3 separate regions of the Mus musculus genome follow, and all the other regions are linked to region 1. Evidence: chromatin contacts called from public promoter capture Hi-C and targeted proximity ligation data. All regions are on one chromosome and are shown on one strand. The core of a region is the stretch at or near the end of the contact, and the rest is flanking DNA. Distances in the headings are between cores, read along the strand shown.

Region 1 (4,306 bases), core at 618-3,117:
AGGGTCAGTGGACTATTCCACAAGTAAAAGAAGCCCTTGTCACCTAACTACCTGAGTTCCATCCACGGGACCCACATGGTAGGAGAGAACATGAAAACACACACACACACACACACACACACACACAAAAGCTTTTGTTCAAGTGTATCACTGATCCTTCATCAGCCAGCAAAATCCTTCCATCCCAATGCCTTCCTTTTCTCAACCAATTCATTCCTAACAGCCTTGTACTGAGCACTCCAAAAGAGTGATTCACCTTGAAACTCTGTGTTGTCGAGGCCCCTGATGGCCTCCACCGCATCCTCTGCCCGCTCCATGTGTACAAAGGCATAATCTTTCACGATGTCACATTCGATGACTGGGCCGTACTCCTCAAACTTGGCCCGAAGCTCTTGGTTGGTACAAGTGGGGCTGATGTTGCCCACGTGTAACTTGGTTGAAGCTTTGCTCTTATTCTTGCTGGCTTCCACATTGATGTTCACTCCGTGCAGCTTGTAGTGGTGCAGGTTGCGTATGGCATCCTCAGCGGCCGTCTTGTCCTCTATGTGCACAAAGCCATAATTCTTAATGATGTCACATTCCAGCACCTTCCCGTACTGCTCGAAGAGTGAGCGGATCTCCTGCTCTGTGGCCTCCCGGGGCAGATTTCCAATGAACAGCTTCACCATCTCCACACAGCCTGCAAGTAGAGAAACAAGATTTTTAGGAGAAGACCTCAAGTCCATAGCAACTGTTAAAAAAAGGGAAAAAAAAAATCAAATAAATAAATGGCTCCCATCATCTCCTTTCACTTTAGCACATAGTCCCAAAAGTTTTCTCCTACAGGCATGCTCTTACATCTCCAATCAGTAACAAATGTGGAGTTCAACAAGAGCCTGCTTCTATTTCTCACAAGAAGTTCTATAAAGAGGAAAAATGTAACAAGGCAGACTTTTGTAGACAAAGGGGATTTTGCGGTGTGGCTCCAACCTACAGCACGGTACATTATAGGCAAGTATTCCGCCACTGAGTTACACTTCCCCTGCCCCAGACAAAGGAATAACGCTCTAAGTTTTCAGCATAAATAAAAAAAATGCTACAGGTACTGAGAGCTACTCACTTTGACATTTGAAAACAAGATTCTAACTACTAGACTTGCTAATTATAATTACTTCAAATTAGCTCTTCCTCTCTTAGCAACCATTTCCGGAAAAGTGGGAATTTCACTCGGAGTAGTGAGTTCCGGGATCAACCAGATAAAAAGCAGGGAAATATAGAAAATGCCCGAGTAGGAGGAGTCCTCTGGGGTGGGGGTGGGGGTGGGGCATGTCATTACAGGCTCCTACAGAAGAACTGGTCAAAGACTGGTGCTACAGTTTGGTGAGGAAGCCAACAATGCCCAGGGCATGACAGATTCTCCAGCCTAAATCTAAGATTTATCTAGGTGGAAACCCCAAAGAAGATTGAGCAAAGCAGAGGGTAAGGTGGACAAAAGAAAGCTATTCCGGGAGTAGAGAACGAGGACTTGGAGGAAGGTTGTTTCAGGCTTACCGCACTAAGTCGAGGACCGATGTCGGCTCTCAGGGACGGGTGCGCAGACCGCAACCCCACTATGCCAACCCTGACACCCACCGGAGTCAGGTAAGTTTTTTTAACAGAGAAAAGAACACAGTGGAAGAACGTGGAGTATCTCACCGCATGGATACCTGCAGGTCCTCCTCCTTGCAGCGCGGACGGTTCTGACAAAACGCTAAAATGGCGGCGGCCACAGCAGTGACTCTGGGTAGAAAGAGGGGTGAACCTACCCACCGGATTGGCCGTTCGGTAAAGTAAAAGGCTGGCGTTCCCGGAGATCCTCTTCCTGATTGGTTACCCGGAACGCCAATTACCTGAGAGGCCAGGAAGAGGTGGAAACGTCAGTAACCTGGACCTTTTATATGAAAGCCAATGAGCACCCAGCCTAGTGAAACTGAAGCCACTGATTGGGCAAGAGGTCCATCTGAAGGTGGAGCTAGAAACGCGGAATTCTTCAAAGCGCGGCCAGCCATTAGGCAGAATGAACAAGGTGCCGTGCGTCAGTGGGGCAACCTGTAGCTTCGTGGCTCCCAACTTTGTTAAGCTTTCACATTTTGTCACTTACACGTGCACATCCTGACAAAATTCAAGTTCTGTCACCACAATTCCGCACCGGTCCCTAGCTGAGCGTCACCACGCCCCGCAACGTGGATATTGCATCAGTCAACCTACCCAGACCTCCCGGCGATAGCCAAGCTCCCGCCCCTACTTAAAAAGCAACCCCCACTTTCCAATGTAGTCCTTCTGAGTCTCAAGTTACCAAAATTATAAGTATCTTTATGTAATTTTAAAACTCTAAAACAGTCAGTGGATCCAGCTTCGATAACAGTTCAATGGCCCAGACAATAGGGTGGTCAGAGACGTAGGAGACACAGGGGTTAAGGTTCCCTTTAGGAAACAGCCTCCCACCTCCCCAAAAGGTGTGAAAAACAGAGATTGAAAATCGACACCCCATCCCACCCCAACTTCACCCCGCCAAGAGAAGAAACAAAAAACAAAACAAAAAACGGGAACAGCAATTTTTGATTTTGTTTGGTTTTATTGGGCTCCATTAGCCAAAACTAAGTTTAAATTCCCTAAAACTGACCTTGGAAAAAAGGCTTGTGACAATCAGCTGTAAACAAGTACAAACGAACATTCTTCACAGGGTCCAAATTCCCTCATCACATTTTTCTCACCCACTGGCTGCTTCACATAATCCCATACTCATTGAGCAAGCAACTTTAGTCATGACCCTCTGCAACGCAGCTTCTTAAGATGGAGATAACCGGGAAAGGTGCTGAATGGAGAACTTAAAGGTGAACAGGCAGAAAGCAGGGGGAACTTCATGAGAACAGGATGATTGGGAGTAAAATAACAAATAGAGCATACTACCTCCCAAAACTGCCACAAAAGAAAGAAAAAGTCAAACAAAAGGCAGAGACAGAAAATAAGCTACTGGATTCTATAGCAGAAAATTAGTCTATAATTTAAGGCTAGGAAATAGGCCCCTTAAAAAGTAACAATATGACATTAAATATGGCCATGGCTTCATTCTGCAGCACCTGAGACTGAGTAAAAGCCACCTGAGATCTGTAATACAAGTTCTGCTGTCCTGCACAGGCCCTTTCAGAGGGGATCTAAAATGCACAGCCACATCTCAATATGCACCCAGAAATGCATAGGGTATAGAAATCATTTTCTCTCAGTTTAATCATCTTTCTTATGCCAAAATTCCTGGAGGTTGGGGTTACAGTAGCAAACAAGACCAATTCACTCCACTAAACTGGACTGGCTCCCGGTCTGAAGGGGAAGAGCCTGCTAACAAGCCAAGGGAACCACTATCCCCACAGTGTGCAGACAGACAGACAGCCCTCACCCTGTGACCAATCCCCAAGTGGAAATAGTCTCCAGACAATACCACCGCTGGAGTTAAATGCCAGACGGTCTATACAGCAAGTCCCAAGCTTGCCAGGCCTATATAGTGTGACTTGGTCTAAAGGAAAAACCGGGGACGGGGATCCAAGCTTCGTGGTCTAACAAACCTACCCATCCAGTCTCCTTAGTTATTACCAGCCCTCCAGATAGACTGGCTTTATTGTCTCTACCTATTCAGAATACATTATTCAGGCCAGGCCTGTTGGCGCACACCTTTAATCCCAGCACTTGGGAGGCAGAGGCAGGCGGATTTCCAAGTTCCAAGCCAGCCTGGTCTACAGAATGAGTTCCAGGACAGCCAGGGCTACACAGAGAGACCCTGTCTCGAAAAAAAAAAAAAAAAAAGAATACATTATTCTTTCTTCAGATTTTTTACTGGCCAATCCATCTAAAGGCATGACTTATAACTATTTACTTTCACAAATAATATACTATCACTTGAAACTCTATCTTGTTCACTTCCTATATTATATGGCCTCAATGTTGGAACTACCCTGATAACATGAAAGACACTCAAATACTTGTTAACTAAGAAACTCATGTATGAGATAACTTTTTGATAACCATAAGGAAGGGACTGAATTTTCACTAACATAGATATGCTGCTGGTTGAAAAGGTCCTGCCTAGCAAGGACCTGGGTTTGTTCCCCAGCAACATGGCAAAAAATTCACAGATGCCTCCCTCCCCTGATCTCAAACTCAGGATCCTCCTGCCTTAGCCTTTCTCATGCTAGGAACATAGGTATGAACTAACACATTCATCTAATAACTTACACTTTTAATAAGTAACTAGCTTCTAGTCCAGAAATGAGTTAAAAGCTGACAAAGGTTCGAA
Region 2 (4,306 bases), core at 873-3,372, 720 kb after region 1:
GAAATATCTTTTCTAGTTTCTTTGAGTTGACACATTTGTACATATTTTTAGGTACAGTGATGATAATTTGGAATATGCATATAATAGAAACAGTCAGATCAGGGGATTACCATCTCCTCCTCCTCCTCTCCCCCCCCCCCCACTCCTTCTTTTCTGAGACAGGATTTCTCTGTATAGCCCTGGCATCAGAGCCCCAGTAGCTGGAGCTACAGGCAGTTCAGAGATTCCTAATTTGGGTGCTGAGAACCAAACTCAGGTCCTTTACAAGAGTCGCAAGAGCACCTAAGGACTGGGCAATCTCTCCAGCTTTGCCTTTGAAATTGAAAGATCTTTTGTGAAGGCAGTATTTAATCTAGAGAATGAATATTAAAAAGAATTTTCAGAAAATATTGCCTGTACAAATCTGGGCACATTCATCAGTTTAATAATTCAACTTTCAGAACGCATTCTCAGTACCCACTCAGGAATAGCACCCACAACAATACCAGTAGGTAATATTTATATTTGGCCTTATAATATATTAGGCATTGTTCTAATAAATAAATTTATGGGGCTGGAGAGATGGCTCAGAGGTTAAGAGCACTGACTGCTCTTCCAGAGGTCCTGAGTTCAAATCCCAGCAACGCCATGGTGGCTCACAACCATCCATAATGAGAACTGATGCCCTCTTCAGGTGTGTCTGAAGACAGCTACAGTGCACTTACATATAATAATAAATAAATCTTTGGATCAGAGCGAGTGAGGCCGGAGCAAGCGGGGCCAGAGTGAGCAGAAGTCCTGAGTTCAATTCCCAGAAACCACATGATGCCTCACAACCACAAGTACAGCTACAGTATACTTATAAACATAAAATAAATAAATCTTTTAAAAAATAAATTTATGTATTTATGACAAACTCTCACACTGTAGTTCCAGCAGGCCTTAAACTCGTGGTTATCCTCCTGCCCCACCCTCATAAGTGCTGGGATTATATCTGGCTTCTAATCACTTTATAAACATGTTCTAAGCATACACACACACACACACACACACACACACACACACGGCATATGTACATATATACATCCTTTTACTATTGAGACAGGATCTCACTATATAGCCCTGGCTTGCCTATAACACTCTATGTAGACCAAGCTGGCCTTGAACTCATAAAGGTCTTCCTGTTTCTGCCTCTGCTTCTACCGCTGAAATTCCAGGATTAAAGGTGTGTCTCACCATGCCTGGCTATTTATATACATTTCTATATGAACATGTATAAACAGAAAGCCATGGCCAGCCCTCCAAATTCCATTTGAATCCCAAATGCCACTTCTTGGATTGTGTGACACTACCAAGGCAGGCTTTCTGCCCTCACTCCCCCCCTTCAAACACAGGCAGACTAGCTCTTTGCTGCAGCAGGACCCCTTGTCCTTGGTTTTCTTCTTGATGTCTATCTCTACTCTCACCCACTCTGCTTGACAGAGATGTGACTTTCAGAACACAGCACAGCAGCTCCATCCCCTATCTCTGTCCCAGCTCACTACACTCCTACCTCAAGTGAGAGTTGATGCAATCCAAAACAATGAAGCTCCCCAATAACTGCTGACTGAGGCTGAGAGGAATAAACGAAGAATGGATGGATGGTCTTACAAATATATAGGCACGAATACACAGGTGAGCCTGTAAACTCAACAGGACTCTCTCACCCTTCTCAGTCGCTTGCAGACTGCCTTGTTCTCCCCCATCACGACAGTACTGAGTTGATTTGGGGGAGGGGGCAGAGGCGGGATTCCATCTATGCAGGCTGGGACAAAAATCCTGATTATCTTTGCATCCTCAACCTGGCCCTATGCAGGGGCCTTAGAAGCGCCGCATTCCCGTGCTCAGATCTCTCTCCCTGCTTGGTATGGTATGATGAAGTGAGGTGGAGTAGGAAGACGTTTTATTTCCTTCCTTTACCTTACTCTCATTTCCAGCTTCCTGATGTTGCTCCTCCATGGTGCTCCTTAGCTGGGATATACAGGAATCCTACGACAAGCCACGGCCTGCGCGTTCCAAGAGCTTGGGTGAGGGAACCTTGTAGGGATGCTATCAGCTGACATTGACACTAGCTGCGGCCTCCCTGGGTGGGTCCCATTGCCCACAGCTGCTCCTTCTGATTAGACAGCAGTTTTACCACATGAGCCTCTATTGGCTTTGAGGCCTATCAATCTTACGTGGGCATTTAAGCGGCACCAGAAAGCCGGACCAGGATAGGCCAGGGCCTGAGGGTAGAGGTCACGTGTCAGTCCCGCAGGTGGACCCCTACGAATCCGGCCGTTCCGGGACCCGCCTTCTTCTAACGGGCACGAGCAGAGGCGCACATGCGCACTAGGGCAGCTTGGCGCCACCAGGCGGTGGGCGGGGCGGGGAGTCCGGAGGGGGGGCGAGGGTTGGGAGGGAGGTTTGGGTAGGGAGGAATGGGGAACTCGAGTGGGTCAGGGGGTCTAGGGACGAGGGCAGGCTGCAATGTCTGTGGAGAAAGCGCTTCCGTTCCAGTTTTCACACCCGGGCCAGAAAGTACGGAGTAAGCAGCTTAAGGAGCCGCGGGGACGCAATAAGGCCCGGATACCCCGCGCCCATATTCTTCGGGGGGACCAAAGGAAATCGCCACCGAAGTCACACTGCAAGAAGGCGCAAGTGAGAGAGAAAGAGAAGGTGTGGGTACCCTGGAATGGACTCATCGTGATTGGGAAGAGAGTGGAACTCTTGGACAGAAACGTGCAAAAGTCTAACCCAAAGTTGGAATCTGAGGACTGGAAGCTGGAGGGCACCGGGAAGAAGTTCTCAAGAGAGAAATCGGGCCTGCAACAGGAGGCAGTGGTCGCGAAGCTCCTGAGCAGTGTAAGAAGGGCGGTGCAGGCTCGAGCAAGTTTGGAGTATGACAGCCCAGAGATTTGGAGAGAGTTGGAGGATAGACTCAAAGCTGGTGTAACTACGAGTGCAGAGATGACTGCAGAGCGTGGGGAAAACTTGAAATCTAGGGACAGGTTGAGGACCACTGGAGGGGACTTGAGGTCCAGAGGGGATCAGCTGAGGCCGAATGAGGAACTGGAGTCTAGTGGAGAGAACTTGAAAAAACGGGTACCCATTGGAGACAAGGTGGTAGGCAGGGGAGAGAAGCGGAGGTCTTCTGCTGAAAAAATGGACAGTAGGGAGAGGCGGGGGTCTGTTGTAGAGAAAATGGACAGTAGAGAGAGGCGGGGGTCTGTTGTAGAGAAAATGGACAGTAGAGAGAGGCGGGGGTCTGTTGTAGAGAAAATGGACAGTAGAGAGAGGCGGGGGTCTATCAGAGAGAAGACGGACAGTGAAGAGAAGCGGGGATCCATTAGAGAGAAGGCGACAGAGAGTAGACAGAGGCGGGGGTCCATCAGAGAGAAGGTATCAGACAGTGGAGAGAGGCGGGGATCCATCAGAGAGAAGATGTCAGACAGTGGAGAGAGGCGAGGATCCATCAGAGAGAAGATGTCAGACAGTGGAGAGAGGCGAGGATCCATCAGAGAGAAGATTTCAGACACTAGAGAGAGGCGGGGGTCCATCAGAGAGAAGGTGTCAGACAGTGGAGAGAGGCGGGGGTCCATCAGAGAGAAGGTGTCAGACAGTGGAGAGAGGCGGGGGTCCATCAGAGAGAAGGCAAAGTTGAGTAGAGAGAAATTTAGATCCAGTGGAGAGAAGCTGAGAACTGGTGATAAAAATTCAAGATCCACTGAAGATCTACTGGAGTCAAATATTGAGGAGTTGGAGTCGGCTGAGGTGCAACTGAAAGAGCACTCGAGAACAGGAAGTGCCTCGGAAGAGACTATTGAAAGAGTGGTCAGTGTTACTGGTGGTGAAGGTGAGATGGAAAATCTGAGTCAGGAAATTCCTTCTGAAAGTGTAGAAGGGATGGATGGCCACGGAGGAGCCAAGACAGGGGCAGAAACTGATAGTCATGTCTTGGATGGAATGAGAGAGATTGCTGATGCATCTGTCCCTAAGGAAGAGCAAGACACACTTGGAGAAAGCCCCAAGGAGTCAGGTGGATGAAAAAGTGAAAGTGAAAAAGGAGATTGGAGTATCTCAAGTAAAGGAGAAGCTGGAGCCAAGGACTTTGTTGGTCTTGAAAGAGTGAATATGAATGAGGAGTGTGGACCTCAAGGGAGCATGGGAGCCCCTGGGCATGGAGCCAAGCCCACAGTGAAGAATGGCAGAGAGGACAATGGAAACATTTTAAGGAGAAAGAAACAATATTGGGGCGAATGCTAAGAAGGACACTGTTTCCTGCTTGAAGAACAGTTTGAGAAATGGG
Region 3 (4,306 bases), core at 959-3,458, 630 kb before region 1:
CGGGTATGGGCTGTGTCCTTGGCACTGCATACAATCTTGGCCTAGAGATGCAGGAGTCTGTTAGAAGGGGAGGCATCCAGAGTGCTTGCCTTTCTGCTCTGCGGATTGACTGCCACCTCAATAGAATGCGCAACCTCAAGAGTCAACTATACTGAGGAGGAGCCAGTGTTCCAGTACACGTCTCTTGTTTCAAATAAACATTGAAACAACTTGGGTATGTAAGTGTCTAGATGCTAGGTCTGTGCAGTGATATCATCCTGACAGTAACCAACCCATAGAGTCGGGGTACCAAGGGTGGAACAGTATCACAAAGAGCCCCCTTTCTAGAAGCTTCTCCAGTCTGCCCTCCACAAGATCTGATCATGACAAAGACAATGGGAGGACTGGGCACTGGACTCAGAGGTTCAAAGTGTGAACTATGAAAGCATAAAGATCTGAGTTCAAATCTTCAGTAGCAATATAAAAAGCCAACGATGGCTGTGCGTGCCTGTGCCCTGTGGGAGGGGCACAGAAGCACCACTGGGTCTCCAGCCCAGCTTCAGTGAGACCTTGTCTCCTGAGAGGAAGTGACTTAAAAACAGTAAACTTTTCCGGAACCGGTTTATCCTCTCAGTCTCTCACCCTTGATACTTTCTTGTGTTCTTTGAGACAAGGTATCATTATGTAGCCCCTGGTGTGCTGGCCTACCACCACTCAGATCCTCCGGCTTTACCCATTCAAGTCCTGAGACTACACAGTATCCTACCAAGTTCAGCTCAACTTGACCCTGCTGACACACTGAGCCACACAATTCTTTGTCGTGGGTTCCTGTTGCGCTGCATCCTGGGCTTCTATTCACAGAATGCCAACAGTACTGCCTGTCCTCATGAGTCCTGACAATCAAAGCTTGCCATATGTGCCCTAGCAGGCCAGCTTCTTCCATCCAAGAATTACTCCAAAATCGTATGTATGACAATAGATGCTAAGTCAGCAAGTGTCAAGATAAGGACTGTCTTTATCATGTTTCCGGCTGTCTTCCCGAGACCTGGCACAGGCTGATGGGGATGGCAGCTACTCTGTCTCTGCTGGCTAAGCGAGTGACTCACCTTCCTTAAGACCTTCATGGCATATATTTTTCCCAAGTTGGTGCCTTGCACTTTTCTCACCTGGAACACCTGTAGGGCAGGGGAGACAGGATTAACTTCTCTGACCACACCCCACCTTCAAGGTTGCCCCACCCTAAAGGGACCAAAAGGTCTAAACTCAGCTTAAGGGTGGAACAGTAAAGATCTCCATCAGATTTTGAAAGGATATGCCCTTCCTTCCCCCAGGTCTCCAGCTCTGAATTCCATCAGAGACTCCGTACATTTACAAGCCTATTGGGTGTGAAGGATAGTATGCTGTCTCAGGCTAGAGCTGAGGTCGCCAGGGAGAGAGGGATGTTAGTACCTTGCCATAGCCCCCCTTGCCCAGTACACTCAGTAGCTCAAAGCAGTGGGGCCCGATGCGCTCAGGACCCAGGTTCACGCTGCTCTCTGTCAGCTCTACTTCTTCATAGTGTCCCACTGTCCTAAAGACAGAATAAGTTAATGAGGGAAAGGCTCTAGTGTACTCCAAGTCCCGACCCCTACTCCATACCCCCACCCCCCAAGCAAGACCCTCACTCACTCCAGGCCAGCAGCCCTTAATTCGCCAAGGGGACACACGTCCTGTGAGAAACCAAGTAATAAGAACCATGGGAGGTGCCAGAATACCTCCTCCCAACCTAGGCTCAACTGCTTGGCCCAGGGGAGAGGACCAAGGATAGAAGACAGGAGCAGGGATGGGGAAAGGTTGGGAAGGAGAGACCAAGGATAGAAAAGGAAAGATTGGGTCCAGGGGCTGGGGCTGGGGTTGGGGTTGGGGCTGGATCTGGGTTTGTAGGGGTCACAAACCACTCAGAGTTGGGAGCGCCAGGGTTTTGGTTAACCAGCCGGGCTCCCGGGTCCAGTCGCGCCCGGAGAGAAACACTCACCGCAGGGCTGAACTCCGGTTCGCCCTCGCCCTCGCTCCCTTCCTCGGTCTCCAAGTCTAAATCAAATACGGCCGCCATGGCCCCGCCGGTCCCGCGGGACCCTTGGCCCGGACCAGGCAGAACTCTGACTGACAGCACCGGGCTGTGCCTACGTCATTTCTCCGCGACAGCAGCCGCTCGCTCTGTTGACGCAATAGCTTCACCCACTCTCAAGTCGAGTGGGAAGAAAAGATGGCGCCTGTCGGAAAGCCTCTCGGGAGTCGTAGTTCCAGACATCTGGACCTCCCATCCTGCAAGCCTTATGAATAGAATAGGCTTTACTAGACCATCTTCCTTGTCGGTTTCTCCTGGGCCAGCTCTCGCCCCGAGCCGCGCGCACAGAGGCTCCCATTTTGACTCTGGAGCAAGTTCAAGATTTAATGGGCAGAATTACAGATGCATGAACGTTTAAGTGGCAACTCCTCAGCCCTTCTTAGTGCTGTGAGCTGCCCAGAAAGAAAACTTGTGTCTGTTCGGTTGTATTAGGGGACAGTAAGCTGTATTAGGGACACTCCATACAACCTCCCTGAAGCTCACAGACCCTGCAGGTCTGACATTTTCTGGGCGACTGCCTGGGCTTTGTTTCAAGGCTCCCTTTCTGAAGGGCTCAACACACCTAAATATGGACTTTTGCTAATGTATGCATACCGAGTATTTGAGCTGCCTAGTTCAGAATAGATATTTTAATAGAATATAGTTGAAAGGATGGATGAGAACTGGCGAGATGGTTCAGCGGGTAAAATCACTTGCCATACAAATGGCAAGTGACTGCTGGGGTTCGATCCCAAACGAAGCCTGTCCATTTCTATTGGAGTCTGTCTGGATAGCTTTTCCATTGCACACGGGATGCCCACTGAGGTATAGGATATGAACTCAGATGAACAAAATTTAGGGGTATCCAGGTCTGCAGAGGGATTACTGCCTGAATATGATTTAGGATTATAATTCAAGAAAAAAAAATCTCAAACATACATGTAGATATAAGGTAAGCCCGTAGCAAAGGTCAACCCTGGGGCCCAGCCAATGGGGTGCTTTCTACCTCTCCCTCCCACTTCCCAGCTCCCCACCTACTGAACCTGGGAGGGGAGCACTAGCTAAAACACTGGACTCCGGATACTTCACTAGTTAACAAGTCTTTATTTAGGTAGGCAGGTTTCAGGAGCTGTCCTCGGCTCCTGAGCAAAGACAGGTGTTTTCAGAGTAGCTAGCTCCCTAAAATGAGGAAAGGTGTACACAGAAGTCCCAGGGCCAAGCTAGCTAGGAATGCCAGAGGCCAAAGCAACAAAGCTGGTAGAGATCGTGTGTGGTGTATGGGAGGCAGGTGTTTAGGAGTCTGAGTGCTGCCTATAAATGAAGATAGAAAGGAGAGAGGACCTGGAGGCTAACTGAGCGTTTAAAACAGTAAACAGAGAAGGTTGGCCTTGGCATTCTGTCTACATCCACTATAATAGGAACTTGGAGGCAGTCTTTTTTTTTTTTTCTCTCTCTGAGCCTGCTTCCTCATCTGTAACATAGGGGCACTAGGGTCTGCCTGAAAGCATGAAGGGAAATGTTTACTCCTAGTGCTGAGCACAGACATTTGCTTCTACTGCTCAGGCCAACAGACACAGTGAAGCACGGCCAGACATTTTCAGCAGGCTCTACAACTGTCCTGGGTTTTGCATAAAGGCTAGTGTGCTAATCTCCCATTTCATGGCCTTTGTCCAAGGCTAGGGGCTGGTGAAGGTTCTCTCCTTGTGTAGGTGACAGGAAGAGCTGGACCTAGGCGGTGGAGGGGTAAGAGAGGAGGAGCCTGGGTTTCACCCACCCCCATCTGGGCTGGGCACTGATGTGCCAGTGAAGAAGCTGCTATTTGTTAGTTCTTTAAAGGCTGGAGTCCTGGGGGTACCTGGGGCTAGATGGAGGCTTTCTGGAAGGCAAGAGGACCCAGCAAATTCCAGATACTTGTTTTATGGTCCTTGAATCCAGAAGACTTTGGTGTCACAATGGCTCTACTGTTCTGGAATAGGCCTGAGTTGTGGTAGCATGCTGACCCTGGGTTGGGGCAAAGTGACAGAGAGAGGGACAGGGAAATATAGCCCCACGGCCCCTCCTCCTGGCACTGCATCCCTGCTGCTCCTTGACCCCAGTGCTATTTGAAATGAGACAGGAAATGGGCAACAGGGTAGTTGGGCCTGTCAATGCCCAAGCCCTGACAGATGCCTAGCAGGCGGTGACAGGCCTCAGCAGGGCTGGGCCCAGCACAGGCCACATTGCAGTAGGGCTCCTCATACT

The links. Promoter capture Hi-C pulls out the DNA fragments that hold promoters and counts their contacts.
Region 2: a targeted proximity ligation map of bone marrow-derived macrophages shows a contact between it and region 1, with 6 times the contacts expected there. A contact is called at or near these places in 1 of 130 datasets of targeted methods (bone marrow-derived macrophages) and 1 of 9 other capture datasets (pancreatic islet).
Region 3: a contact with region 1 is called in a promoter capture Hi-C map of erythroid cells, with 7 times the contacts expected there. A contact is called at or near these places in 2 of 39 promoter capture datasets (the SN4741 cell line and erythroid cells), 1 of 484 Hi-C or Micro-C datasets (neural progenitor cells) and 1 of 130 datasets of targeted methods (extraembryonic endoderm stem cells).

What each region holds. Positions count from the first base shown.
Region 1 is chr19:4,792,142-4,796,447 of GRCm38.p6, forward strand. It overlaps Rbm4 (RNA binding motif protein 4), which reads right to left and starts at 1,868. Exons shown (of 4, transcript NM_001290122.1): 1 at 1,675-1,868; 2 at 257-679. The coding sequence starts at 668. It overlaps Gm21992 (predicted gene 21992), which reads right to left. Exons shown (of 3, transcript NR_157185.1): 2 at 1,675-1,868.
Region 2 is chr19:5,508,395-5,512,700 of GRCm38.p6, forward strand. Snx32 (sorting nexin 32) reads right to left here and starts at 2,123. Exons shown (of 13, transcript NM_001024560.3): 1 at 1,939-2,123. The coding sequence starts at 1,977. It also overlaps the pseudogene Gm31166.
Region 3 is chr19:4,161,175-4,165,480 of GRCm38.p6, forward strand. It overlaps Rps6kb2 (ribosomal protein S6 kinase, polypeptide 2), which reads right to left and starts at 2,209. Exons shown (of 15, transcript NM_021485.3): 1 at 1,994-2,209; 2 at 1,648-1,688; 3 at 1,429-1,549; 4 at 1,086-1,154; 5 at 1-41. The coding sequence starts at 2,071. Carns1 (carnosine synthase 1) reads right to left here. Exons shown (of 10, transcript NM_134148.2): 10 at 3,150-4,306. The coding sequence ends at 4,164.